2 separate regions of the Mus musculus genome follow, and region 1 is linked to region 2. The links are chromatin contacts, called in public HiChIP or PLAC-seq maps. All regions are on one chromosome and are shown on one strand. The core of a region is the stretch at or near the end of the contact, and the rest is flanking DNA. Distances in the headings are between cores, read along the strand shown.

Region 1 (6,097 bases), core at 189-2,688, 94 kb before region 2:
ATTTAAGGAGCCCGCAGCATACTAAATAGGCACTCACACACACACACACACATACACACACACACACACCACACTCACTCCACTGTGTGATGTGAGTACTGGCTTGGAGGACCAGATAATGAGTGTGACAGTAGCTAAAGGATTGTAATGATGAAAGCAGATGGATGAGAAGGATCTGTACCTTGGATGTTTAGGACAATGGGGAGGAGGGAGTGAGAAGGAGGAAGGGAAGGGAGAGGGAGGTGCCACAAGATAATTCTCTACCACGGTTAAATTACAATGCTGATCCCACATACGGCACACACCTGTTCAAATGAACCAACCAGTGCCTTTATGATAATCAACAGGTCTTTGGAGATGTCTGTTGCCATCTTTATCAGTTAAGTTATTGCTGCCTATCAATTTAAACCAAAATGAGGTGGCAATCACTTATTCTTTCTTTTAGGCCGATGGGTCAGTGGGGCAGTTTTGCTGATGTGAACCAACCTGACCCTTGCCAGCAATTCTGAGTTAGCCAGGAAGGAAGTCAGTATGGTGGCTTTGTTCCTGGTCTACATTGTACTACATTTGTTCTCCATTATTCCCTCCTGCCCACCAGTCCGGGCTTCTTATCAAGTTTCATTGCATTTTTCTTTGCTCAATACCATTCCCCCAGCCAATGCAGATTCAGGGAGAGTGGAGATGCAGGTACTGTAAAATTTGTGGACACATGGAAAGGTGGAAAAATTGGAGTCATTCTGTATTTACCTGATCATCAAAGTCCCACTTGCATGTCATCTAGAAATTAGCCTACCCTAAAAATTGAGCAAAATAAGTCCTCAAGAGCCAGTTCTAAGACACTTGGGTATCTGGTTGTCAAGTTCACAGCAGAGTAGCTTTTAAATTAGCTACTTAGCCACTCCCTCAATGTTTTAGACCATCACGTCCAAAGCATTAGCATAGGAGATAGGAAAACTACAGTGCTGTTTTTAATGTTTCAATAAATGTATAATTCATTTTACAAGGATCTCCCTCCCAAACACACCCAAACAAATGTTCTTGGAGTAACATATCCTGTAAACAAGGATTTTCAGCAGCCTTCAATGGTCTTTTCAAAGCAAAAGCAGCCGAGAAAAAGCTATTACTTTGTTTCCTGTGCATCTCGTGGAAAAGATCTCTTGTCCAAATCACAAGGTCCTCCTCCACAAGCTTTACTGTCTCTTCCCTGGAAACCTGCCTCCTTGTCCCGCCCACTTCCGCCCTTTGCGGTCAAACCCACCTCCTCCATCCCAAAGGTCCCACGTGAAGACTCCCAGGAAATCGGATTTTAAATAACAGGGCTGGATTTTTGATGAGTAGGTGAGCAAAGATGACCTTAGAAGGTACGGCTCCTCCGGCTCGCTGTCAGGGCGGGGCGAAGAGCCTTGCGGAGGCGGGGCCTGAGCTGTGCCTGCCCAGCGCGCGCGGTTTACGTCACTAGTCTGCGCCCAGGTTTCCCGGCAGGTTCTCGGCGGCTCTTCTGGTGCTGGCCGCGGTGCGGCCGAAGGCTGTCCGAGGTAGGCTCCTCTCGGCTCTCCCATGGAGGAGGCGGCGCTCACTGCAGTCTCGGATGCACGAACTTCCCGCGGGACGTCGCCGGAGACGGTGGCTGTGTGCGCGCAGGAGCGAGCTGCCTGCGTGGGGGTCTGAGCGGGCACCGGGGTCGCGTCCCGGAGGGAGCCGAGTCGCCCGCCGGCCTGCGACGGCCCTAAGGTAGCTACTTCCTGTAAGCGAGCTCCAGGGCGGAGCTGCGGGCTGTGTCGGCCGCCTGAGGTCGGAGAAGGGCCCCGGGGCGACTTGCTTTTTCGCGTGTTCTGGGGTGGACGCAGCTTCCCTGGTGATCCGCAGTGAGTCGGATTGATTGCCATTCAATCCGGCAGAAGTCTGGCTGGTTGGCCCTGTCCGGTCGCGTACTCGTTAAGTTCTGCATATCAGTTTTATTTGCCTTCGTGAGTTTTCAGAAGATGGTTTCGGCTTGCTGTAACGTTTTGAGCTTGCTTGACTCAGTTCCCTGGCACTTAATAGGGTTTACACAAAATGCAGGGTTTGGGGTTCCTGCTTCTTTGATTTCTCTACGATAATGGCAAGGCATTTAGTTTAGGAGTGGTCTTGAGTGCAGTTTCTTTAGATTCTATATCATGTGCCCGTTTGATACCATATTAATTATTTTTAAAGTTAAAAGAGGAAGTCTGAGATTTGACGTTTTTCATTCCAGTAAGCTGTATGTAGAAGCTCTTACAGTACTTACTAAGTGAAAGAACAGGAAGGCCAGTAACTATATATCTAAGTATTTAGTAATTTTCTGTCCTTTCACCTACTTCCATATTTTCTTCTTTCCAGGGTGGAACTACTCTGCCGTGGTTAAATACTTTAAATGGGAATAAAGGATAGCGTTTCCAAGAAAATGAGAATGAATAAATCATCTCTGTTTTTTAAAAGAAAGACCATATTAAACTTACATGTAAGTTAAAATTTTAATTTCTAACAGTATTGCTAAGTTAGATCGGAGATTAGGTTCTGTAGTATTTTTTTGTTTGGTTGTTTGGTTGTTTTTTGTTTTGATTTTTATAGAGACAGGGTTTCTCTGTGTAGTCCTGGCTGTCCTGGAACTCACTCTGTAGACCAGGCTGGCCTCCTCTGCCTCCCTAGTGCTGGGATTAATGGCATGCGCCACCACTGCCCGGAGGTTCCTGCCCACCTCTTGTCTAGCTTGTCTTGTTGAGTCAGTAAACTTTAGGTTGATTGAGAGGCCCCATCAGGAAAAATAAGGTGGAGAATGACTGATAATGTTGTTTTCTTTAGTTTTTCACAGATACGGGAAATACCACTACTAGGTGTGCACACACAAGAAAAATGAGCTAAACCTGAAGCTGAGACTGCTATAAGCTTTAGATAGTAGTAAACATTATGTAGAAGTAGACTTAAGAGCTGAACTTTTACAGCCAGGTATGGTGATACAAGCTTGTAATTCCAGCACTCCGGAGGCTGGGACAGGATGATTTCAAGATCAAGGCCAGCCTGGACTCCATAAGGAGACCCTTCAGTTCTAACATTTTAAGATGATATGGCAGTCAGGATTAGTAGAGCCAATCTCTTTTCTGAGTGATCCTCTCATGAGTGCCTAACATTCTGAGATGTGTTTTCTGTGGCTGTCAAGGAGAAATAACACTATCCTCTGATATTGTTTGAAGTGGTAGCCCTTTGATGTAAGGAAAGCAGTTCTACTGACTTTGAAGCTCTGTGAAGATATAAAATGAGTCACATATGATTAAATAGTACCCAATTTTTTTCTATAGAAAATATAAAAAGCTTTACCTAAATCTGACTTATTTGAGGGCATTTGTTGTGGTAGACACAAGAACTCTGTAGAGCGACATGACATGTGATGGTGGGTTGAAGAGAGACTTGCATCAAAGGATGCAAAGTAACAGGTATATAGAGTAAGTTGTGAGATTTAATGTATAACATGAAGGTTATAGTTAGTAAAAATTGTATTAGAGACTTTAAAACTCCCTACTTGACAAACTAAAGTTCTACATACTTCTTTATTGTAGAACTAAGCACATATCTCAGATTAAAACATTCCCAGCTATAACATTTTGTATATAGCTAGTTGTATTGATTTTGTATAGATAAATTTGAAATTAACACTTGTATAAAGTTCTGTGAGGACTTTAAGTAAGAATAAATGGATTGCAGGTGTGTTCATATTTTTTGGCTTTGTGTCTTGCTTATAGGGCTCCTGTGTGGTCTAACATGTAATGTTGGAATGTTACTCTACTGTGGTATCTCACATAACTTTGCTCACTTAGACTCAACCATAGTAATCTTTCCTTTCCCAGAAAACAGCATACCTGCTCTTAAGTAGAGCCTGCGTTTATAGTGCCACTTTGTTCTTTTTCCATCCCTTTCAAGTCTGCGCAGTGTTACCTCATCAAGGCCTCCTCCCTTAGCGCCTTAGTGTGCATTATTTTTCACCATGGCATTTACCACATTGCAGTGCCCTTTTATTTCTTGTTTTACCTTGCTTCTGTCTGGGAGGTAACTTTCATGAAGACCAGAGTTTTGGTCTGTGTTTTTCTTCATGGCTCTATCCCCTTGTTCATACATTATGTACTCAGAACACCTTTGTTAGTTTAAGTAAATGTGATTTATAGGCAAGCCCAGTTTTTCACTGAGAGCCACAGCGAAGGAGGTTATGATCTATATAAGTAACCTTAATACAGGTTAGGAAATTCAGAATGGAATAGGCTAAAGTCTAGGGAATTCAGGAAACATGGTAGTTACTTTGGCTCCTGGAATTCAACTAGGAATTGCTTACAGGAGTGCTTTTTGGTTGGGCCCTTTGCAATGAAGCCGGTAAATAGACAATTAGGAGTAGATTAAAGTGGTAGCCATGGAAAGAACACAAGGTGTGTGAAATACAGTATTAGGAACTAAGATTTAAAAGTTAGGTGTGAGCTGGGCGTAGTGGTGCACGCCTTTAATCCCAGCACTTGGGAGGCAGAGGCAGGCGGATTTCTGAGTTTGAGGCCAGCCTGGTCTACAAAGTGAGTGCCAGGACAGCCAGGGCTACACAGAGAAACCCTGTCTCGAAAAACAAACAAACAAACAAACAAAAAAAAAGTTAGGTGTGGAACAAAGGAAAGGTCTTAGTTATTGGTAACTACATTGGGACCCCCAATGTTAGCTGCAAGTTACCTGCTGTGACTAGGCGGCATCCTTTGAGAAAAGGGTAGAATAAAGGATGGCACCTCACCTCTTGAGTCTGGTTCTGCTTCCTGCTTGTTATTACAAGTTATTTAATGTCTCTACCCGCCCGTTTTTCTCATTCCTAGCTTCTTCCACTTAAAGAGTTAAATGTCCTGCTTTGTTAGTCACTACCTTGATACAGGGTCTCTCACTGAGCCGGTAGCTGTGCTGGTAACAAGTCTGAGAAGTCCATTTCTCTGCTTTCTCTCTCCTGTTCCCAGTGCTGCCATTATAGGTACTGATGAGGCCATACCCAGCTTTTTTTTTTAAAGATTTATTATTATATCTAAGTACACTGTAGCTGTCTTCAGATGCACCAGAAGAGGACGTCAGATCTCATTACGGATGGTTGTGAGCCACCATGTGGTTGCTGGGATTTGAACTCAGGACCTTCGGAAGAGCAGTCGGTGCTCTTAACCACTGAGCCATCTCTCCAGCCCCATACCCAGCTTTTTAAAACTTTGGTGCAGGGTTTTGAACTTGGGTCCTCATATTTGCTGAGCTATCTTTCATGCCTTCTGTTTTCTCTTTCAGCTGTCTTTTAAGCTTGACCCTGTCTTATAAAAAATATCCATGTGGCATGTGCTCAGCTTTGTTTGACCTTCAGTTACAGAGAGTAGGAACAGGATCAGAGACTATCAAAGCAACTCATTTCTTTCAGGACATTCACACATATGTCCTATTAGTAAACTGTAAGTCCAAATGAGGTAATTATTTTTCCGAGTTTAGTGGCTCGTGGCTACCTTAGAATTTGAAGATTAAGTCTGCACTCCTCCCCAACTGGTATAATTCCAGAAGTAAACAGACTGAAAAAGCAACCTTAATTCTAGAAAGCTGTTCATATAAAATTTGCTACCACAAATGAGTGCTTTTGTGGAAAACCAACACAGATAGCCAAAGTAATTGTCTTTAAGGAACTTAGTGAGTTTGAAGATGAGTTTTTCTTCAGGGAGCTGAAGACTTGGCTCAGTGTTAAGAGCACTTGTTGCTCTTGGAGATGACTGGCACTGACAGCCATGTGTAACTCAGTTTCAGGGGACTGACCTTCAGCGGCCCCAGCAGCGCACATGTGTACAGACATAAAATCACTATTTCAAGTTTGTCTTGAAAGACAGAACAGTGACTGATAATTTCTAAAGTCACGTGTACGTGATTGAGGCAACTTGCCCCCAAAGCCCTTCTGCTTTACATGTTTGGGTAGTATGTAGGTAAAAAGGAAAAGGAAAGAGAAAGGAAGTTTTAAACAGTGTCATGAAATGTTAAATTGTGAAGGAAATTCTTACATAAGGCAAAATAAAAGTAGGAGCAATTAACTTTCATTGACCTT
Region 2 (6,680 bases), core at 2,963-5,462:
AAAACCATCAAAATATATAATTACAACAGAATTCATTTAGATAACCCAAGTCCCATATGAGTATATACATAACATATGTAAGTACAGACACGGAAGAAGATCGCTAACTAAAAGAGGTACCCTTGCAATGCTGGCAAAGAATTTCTCTGGGCCAGAGAAATTTTTGTTTGTTTACTTGTTTGTTTTGTTTTTCAAGACAGGGTTTCTCTATGTAGCCCTAGGTGTCCTGGAACTCACTCTATAAGATCTGCTGGCCTCTGCCTGGGTATCCCTGGGATTAAAGGCATGTGCCACCACCACCCATCTTGAGATTAAATTTTTTAAAAGAATATCCATTGTTTTTATAATAAAGGCAAAGACTTCCTTAAAACTATAAGACATTTTCTTATCTTTCTCTCAACCTAATCTATCAGGAAATATAGTTTGTTTGCTGTTCAAATATAACACCTGCAAGACATTCAGAAACAAATAGATACATTACCATGCTAGAGTGGACAGTTGCTTGTTCGATGTATCTTGCAATGCCAGTGACAAATGCATTTCTGTCTTCAAAGTTGGTGTTGAAATTTGGCTGAAGGAAAATGGGAAAAAAACAAACAAACAAACGGTCACGTTGAGAGGTCAGAGCAGCCAGCTACGTCACATCTGCCCCAAGACCTACCTGATAGAGCAGCGAGGACGGTGGGGGCTCGATGCAGGGCTGCTGGTCAGGCAGAGGCAGCTCCTCCAGGAGGTCCACATTGGACAGTGCGTCCTCTAGTGTCACTTGGGCAGCCATCCTGCAACAGAACAAAGTACAGAGCCACCCGTGAGGAAAGATGTGGCCTGGAATACACAACAAGCTTTCAGCGGGTCACATGGGCTTCTCTTCCCTTTCTTTCAAGGGCACTGGAGACGACCAGAGCACAAGGGCCTGGGGACTATCCTTGGGAGCCTTTCCTTCCTCCAGGCTTATTGGGAAGGCTCTCTTGACCTTCATAGTCACCCTGGGGTGGTGGTTTGAATAGGAATGGGCCCCACAGACATGTGTTTGAATGCTTAGCCTATAAGGAGTGGCACGATTAGGGGGTGTGGTCTTGATGAAATAAGTGTGACTTGTGGGAGAAAGTGTGCCACAGTGCAGGCAGACTTTGAGGTCTCCTATGCACAAGCTACACCCGGGATAGCACACAATTGCTTCTGCTGCCTATGGATCAAGATGCAGAACTCTCAGCTCCCCCATCACCATGTGCACCTGCATGCTGCCATGTTTCCCTTCCTTTGAAATTGTAAGCCAGCACCAATCAAGTGTTTTCCTTTATAAGAGTTTTATAGTGTCTCCTCACAGCAAATAGAGTCCCTAACTAAGGATACCTGGTTACTATAGAATATTCTGGATACTACATTTGCTGTCACTTCCCACACCCTTTCTATACTGGCACTCCAGTCCTAGTTGCTAGTGCTTAGGGCCCCTCAGAGTACCCTCTATACTAAACCTTCAAATGGCTGCAAGAGGGCAGCATCTACTGCATGGTTATTCCAAATATATAAGGGACAGGCGTGAGAGCATTGCCCTTGGCCACCAGCAGTACAGCTAGAATCAGGCAGGCTGGAATCACAGACATGCTACTAGAGAAGTTATGTCCAAGGTGAACTAGGGAAGTGGCTGTTAGAGAGAAAGTCATAAACACCAAGGCTAGGACAGAAATGCAGAGAGGTGCAGGTATAACACAAGTCTTCTATGCCAGCTACAAAACGCAGAAGAAGCACAGACCCTCCCTCCCACTGAAAGTGTTCTGGCCCTAGCAGGATAGGTGGTGGGGTACAAAGATAGTCCACTCTCCTGGAGGGGAGGTATGAAGACCTGGGCTCTGTCCACAGGTGGAGCCACAGGACAGGTTGTGTTCTAAGATGGAAGTAGCACAAAGGATCCAAGTCTCCACAAAATGGCAGTGCGGACGTTAAAGACCCACAGGCCTCGGCATGCTGCCCTTGTGTCCTCTGAAGGAGCAGAGTTACAGTCTAAGACGGAAACTGAAAAGGGAGGTTCCAGAGACCCAGCAAGTCCTCAGTCAGTGTGGTGAGGAACAGAGAGTCCTCAGAACTGTTCATCAAATTACAGACTGAATGATTGGCTCACAGCCATCGCTAATGGGATCTGATGCCCTCTTCTGGGGTGTCTGAAAATAGCTACAGTGTACTCATGCACATAAAATAAATAAATAAATAAATAAACATTTTTTTAAAAAAATCCAGACTGACCTCAAACAGCACAAGTATTGATCTAAGACTGCATGTACTTATAAAGCCACAAGAAAGGTCTCATATAGCCACTGAAACACACAGCGGAAGACAGGTCTAAGTGGCATAGCAGAAGCAGTACTGAAATGGGAGCTACAGCCCAGAGAACACAGGCTGTTTGCTTAATAAACGTAAAAGCAGCAACACCCTCCAGTGGTTATGGTAAGACCAAAGTCTCATAGCATAACATCCACAATGTCCAGTTTCCACTTTATGTGTTACCCAGCACATAAAGACCTCCTAGGCAACTTCCTGGGGCTACTGAGGCCATGGATCTCAGAAGAAAATCTGCTACTTCCACTTTACCAGTCCAGAATAATTCCTAACTGCATTATAAATCTCATCATTATATCCAAAACAAATGCAGTATCATCCCTCACCAAAGAAGCTTCTTTTTAGAGCAAATGGAGGCCATTACAGGAAAGCACAACCGGACACAATGCAGAGATGAACAGCTCTTGGGGAATTACAGGAAAGCACAACCGGACACAATGCAGAGATGAACAGCTCTTGGAGAACCCACCCCTGATGGCTATATTTACATCACATATCCTACACATCTACAGTTCAGGTCACATGTTGGGGTCTAAGAGCCAAAACGCCAGGATATCTGCTGTGAAACAGTATTTTACAAATGGTTGCATAAACAAGACTCGAACAATGGCAGTATCAATAAACATGCTAAGGCAGAAAGGGGTTGTCTTAGGGTTTTATTGCTGTGAAGAGACCCCATGACCACAGCCTCTCTTACACGCAAACCATTTAATTGAGACTGGCTTACAGTTCCAGAGGTTTAGCCTACTATCACCATGGTGGGAAGCACTGCAGTGCACAGGCAGACATGGTGTTGGAGAAGGAGCTGAGAGTTCTACATCCAGATTGGCAGGCAGCAGGAAAACTATTGAACCATAAAGCCTGGCTTGAGCTCCTGAAACCTCAAAGTCCGTGACTAATAACGCACTTCCTCCAACAAGGCCACACCTACTAATAATACCACCCTCTATATACCCATTCAGGCCATTTTATTCACCATTTACCACAGAGGTAAAATCTCAAAGGGTCCCTGAGGGGGTTCCCTGCAAATGTTATAGCTGGCAGAGGTGACCCTCCAGTGGTTTAATTTTGACATATTTAAGCACAGTACAACTTTGAAAACAAGTTTCCTTCTGATAATTATTACAACAAAGCTTAAGGCATGACTACATTGAAACTCCCTTGTAAAGTATGTCATATGCATGTTCTACTGACTGAGAAACAATGCTCAGGACAGCTGTCTAGGTAGGAAAGCTTTGTAATAAGAATAGTAAACTCTTCTGCAGAGGCCATGTAAAGTAACCCTTTCTTAAGAGTTGGTTCTAATGAGGGAGAAATAATGCTCACGAGTCTGGAGGGATTCAAGTGAGGCCTAGCTCTATAGAATAGCGAAGTTCACCAGGCTATTAACAACATCCAGTCCCAGCCTTCTGGGTGGAAAGCAGGTATAAATCCCTGTAAGCCTTTGTGAGTGTAACATTCCTGGTTTCTCTAGTGCTATCTGTGAGGACGAGGACTCTGTGCTCTTTTAGAGGTCGCACCCATAGGAAAAGAAGGAGGATTAGCCTCTCCTCGGGGGTAAGCCTTCTAACTGGTTATCTAACCCTAAGCAATCAGCCCTGAAACCATATACACACAGACTCATCAGGCTATGTTTATATATTATGAATATATATGCCAGTATGTAACAGTGACAATCAAGAAAAAGAGGTTATGAATTTGAGAGGAATGGGGAACATGGAAAGAGCGAGAGAGCGAGAGGGGTTACCCGAGGCAGGCTGGCGGGAAGAAAGGAGGAAATTGATGTAATTGCGTTTTCATTAATATACATGATGTGATTATACAATCAACAGCAGGAAGTCACAGCTCCTACCTCTGACTTCAAAGCATCAACTGTGAAAAGTCCCAGTAACCAAATGGAGAAGTTCAGGGTGAACAACAAGCAGCCAAACCAAAGAAACGAGAACTCAGTGGAGATTTTTTTGTAATTTTATTTTTGTTTTGTTTTGGTTTGTTTTTTCGAGACAGAGTTTCTCTGTGTAGCCCTGGCTTTCCTGGAACTCACTTTGTAGACCAGGCTGGCCTCGAACTCAAAAATCCGCCTGCCTCTGCCTCTCAAGTGCTGGGATTAAAGGCATGTGCCACCACTACCTGGCTGTAATTTTATTTTTTATTTGAATGTAGGTGTATGAGTGTTTTGTTGGCATGTATGTCTGTGGACAGTGGAGATTCTTAGAACTGAAAGATAAAATGTAGAAAACTTGACAATTCTCCACATGAGCTTAAGCACACAGGCAGGCCAGAGGGAAAAGGATGGATGCATTGTATGAAATTCCTAAATAATTAATAAAAATGTTATGTTGTGGAAAAAAATGTTTAAAAGTTACTCCAACTGCTGGGCATGGCAGCACACATCTTTAATCCCAACACTCAGGAGGCAGAGGCAGGTGGATTCCTGGGGTCAAGGCCAGCCAGCACTATGTGGAGAGAGATAAAAGCCTTGTCCGGCCTCAGTGAGAGAGGATGTGCCTAGCCCTGTAGAGACTTGATGTCCCGGGGGTTGGAGGGAAAGTGGTAATGGGGCTTCCACCTTGTCAGAGGGGATGGGGGGGGGGGAGGAGCGGAGGAACACTGGGAACGGGGTATCCATCAAATAGACAGACAGACAGACAGACAATCCAACTAGACATTCAATTACCTGGACAGATTACCTGATTAGCTAATTCACCATGCTAACCAAGCACATGGGAAAAGCAACCATTTCTTTAATGAATTAAAGTACTTAGATAACCCAGAAGCCCCTCCTTCAGGGTCACTGCCTGCAGATCTCTGCTGAGGGTGCCCATCTTTTGAGCTGTAACTTTTCCCCTTCCTCCTGTCTCCCTCTTCTTTGAACACCAGCCGAAACCCTACGCATGTTTTCCTTAACGGCTGTTTAGAGACATGCATTGTTGCTCCTAACTCAAGGCATGGGTTTTCCCAGCTCCCTTCTCCCTGGGAACTGCCAAGATTTACAGCTTACCTGCCCTGTTGGGTTTTTGTTTTGTTTTGTTTTCAAAAACTCGAATAAAATGGTTCTCAAGCAACCTTCTAAGTCTGTTTTTCAATTATTTTACCCAGAGTACAAAGGCACAAAAGGGAACTCAATTCACCAGAGAAAAGCAACCCTACATGGTGGTAAGATCTCCACGTTCTCTAGCCCTAAGGATTAGGGAAAGTTAATAGGCATGTACTCTGTAATCTTTATAACACCCACTAGCAAAGAGCTACACAGTGCTGAAAAGTAACTACTGGGCTCAAGATTTAGCTCAGTGGTAGATTGTTCTTCTTGAATGCACAAAGTCTTAGGTTTAACTGGAAATTACTATTAAATAGACACAATGTGGGATAAATTCAAATAGAAAACTACAAAATGCTCAAATTCTAAAAGAAGGTGGAAAGAGGGCTGACAGTGTAGCTCCGTGATAGACTGCTTAGTGTGCTTAAAGCCTTGCACTCAATTCTGAGCACCAAACCAAACAAACCAATGACACAAAGCCAGAAAAGAGAAGAAAGAGAGAAAGGAAGAAAGGAAGAAAGGAAGAAAGGAAGAAAGGAAGAAAGGAAGAAAGGAAGAAAGAAAGAAAGAAAGAAAGAAAGAAAGAAAGAAAGAAAGAAAGAAAGAATAACACATATATCTAACGAAGAACCGTGCCAAATCCAAACATCAATAATTACATTAACTCTAAATGATCTAAAAGGATTAAAGATGGATAGATGGATCTGTTAGTGAAAGCAGAAGAGAAAGGAGCCAACAGGTAAGAACTAGTCAAATGGAAGCCAGTGGGTTTGGGCCTTCAGAGAAAGTAGGTTACTGTAGGGAAACCATGGCCTTACACCATAAAAGGAGCCATGCTCTGATGGCAGAATGGCCTTAGCTCTGTCTGCATCGAACCCAAAACCTTCAAATTCCACAGCAAAATGGACAGAATTGGGAAGAAAACTAGGAAAATAAACATCTCCAAACTGACAGCAGGTCAGCTAGTAGGAGCAGCTTGTTTCCCTGGTAACACACTAGTTTCAAGGAAGGGGGAAATATCAGAACTCCTCCTCCTTAGAATTTGAAATGGCATGTAAAAGGCACCACAGCTGTCCCTCTCAAAACTGAAAATGCCATTTGAAAAGGTGGAGGCCCACCAAGGAAAGCCATCTCCTCCCGGCAAATCGTGACAAGGAAAAGCTGTCTCCTCCCAGCAAAGTGTGGCTAGATTTTGCTTTCTTTTTTAAACAAAATGGTTTTTCCCCCTATCAATGGCATATGTACTTACTAAGCTAGAAGTATTCATCTTTAATGTTTACAGTCCCTCACTGCTAAGCCTGCCTGAAGC

The links. HiChIP or PLAC-seq counts read pairs in DNA pulled down with a chosen protein or histone mark.
Region 1: a contact with region 2 is called in an H3K4me3 HiChIP or PLAC-seq map of bone marrow-derived macrophages, with 2.4 times the contacts expected there. The contact joins the promoter of Nipa2 here to the enhancer-like site in region 2. A contact is called at or near these places in 3 of 39 promoter capture datasets (the C10 cell line, cranial neural crest and liver), 3 of 484 Hi-C or Micro-C datasets (centroblasts, conventional type 1 dendritic cells and peritoneal macrophages), 3 of 115 datasets of contacts at active chromatin or transcription factors (bone marrow-derived macrophages and embryonic stem cells) and 3 of 9 other capture datasets (adipose tissue, liver and pancreatic islet).

Annotation. Positions count from the first base shown.
Region 1 is chr7:55,957,834-55,963,930 of GRCm38.p6, reverse strand. Nipa2 (non imprinted in Prader-Willi/Angelman syndrome 2 homolog (human)) reads left to right here and starts at 1,438. Exons shown (of 7, transcript NM_001256130.1): 1 at 1,438-1,731; 2 at 2,359-2,479. It overlaps A230056P14Rik (RIKEN cDNA A230056P14 gene), which reads right to left and starts at 1,400. Exons shown (of 6, transcript NR_015495.2): 1 at 1,259-1,400.
Region 2 is chr7:55,865,958-55,872,637 of GRCm38.p6, reverse strand. It overlaps Cyfip1 (cytoplasmic FMR1 interacting protein 1), which reads right to left. Exons shown (of 31, transcript NM_011370.3): 2 at 662-779; 3 at 482-571. The coding sequence starts at 778. Among named protein-coding and RNA genes, the nearest start is that of Cyfip1, 27 kb to the right of the region's middle. Within about 2 kb of position 4,212, at least 42 of the 459 cell types and tissues checked have an H3K27ac peak or open chromatin away from gene starts, as enhancers often do. A contact at or near this core is called in bone marrow-derived macrophages, where this site is marked.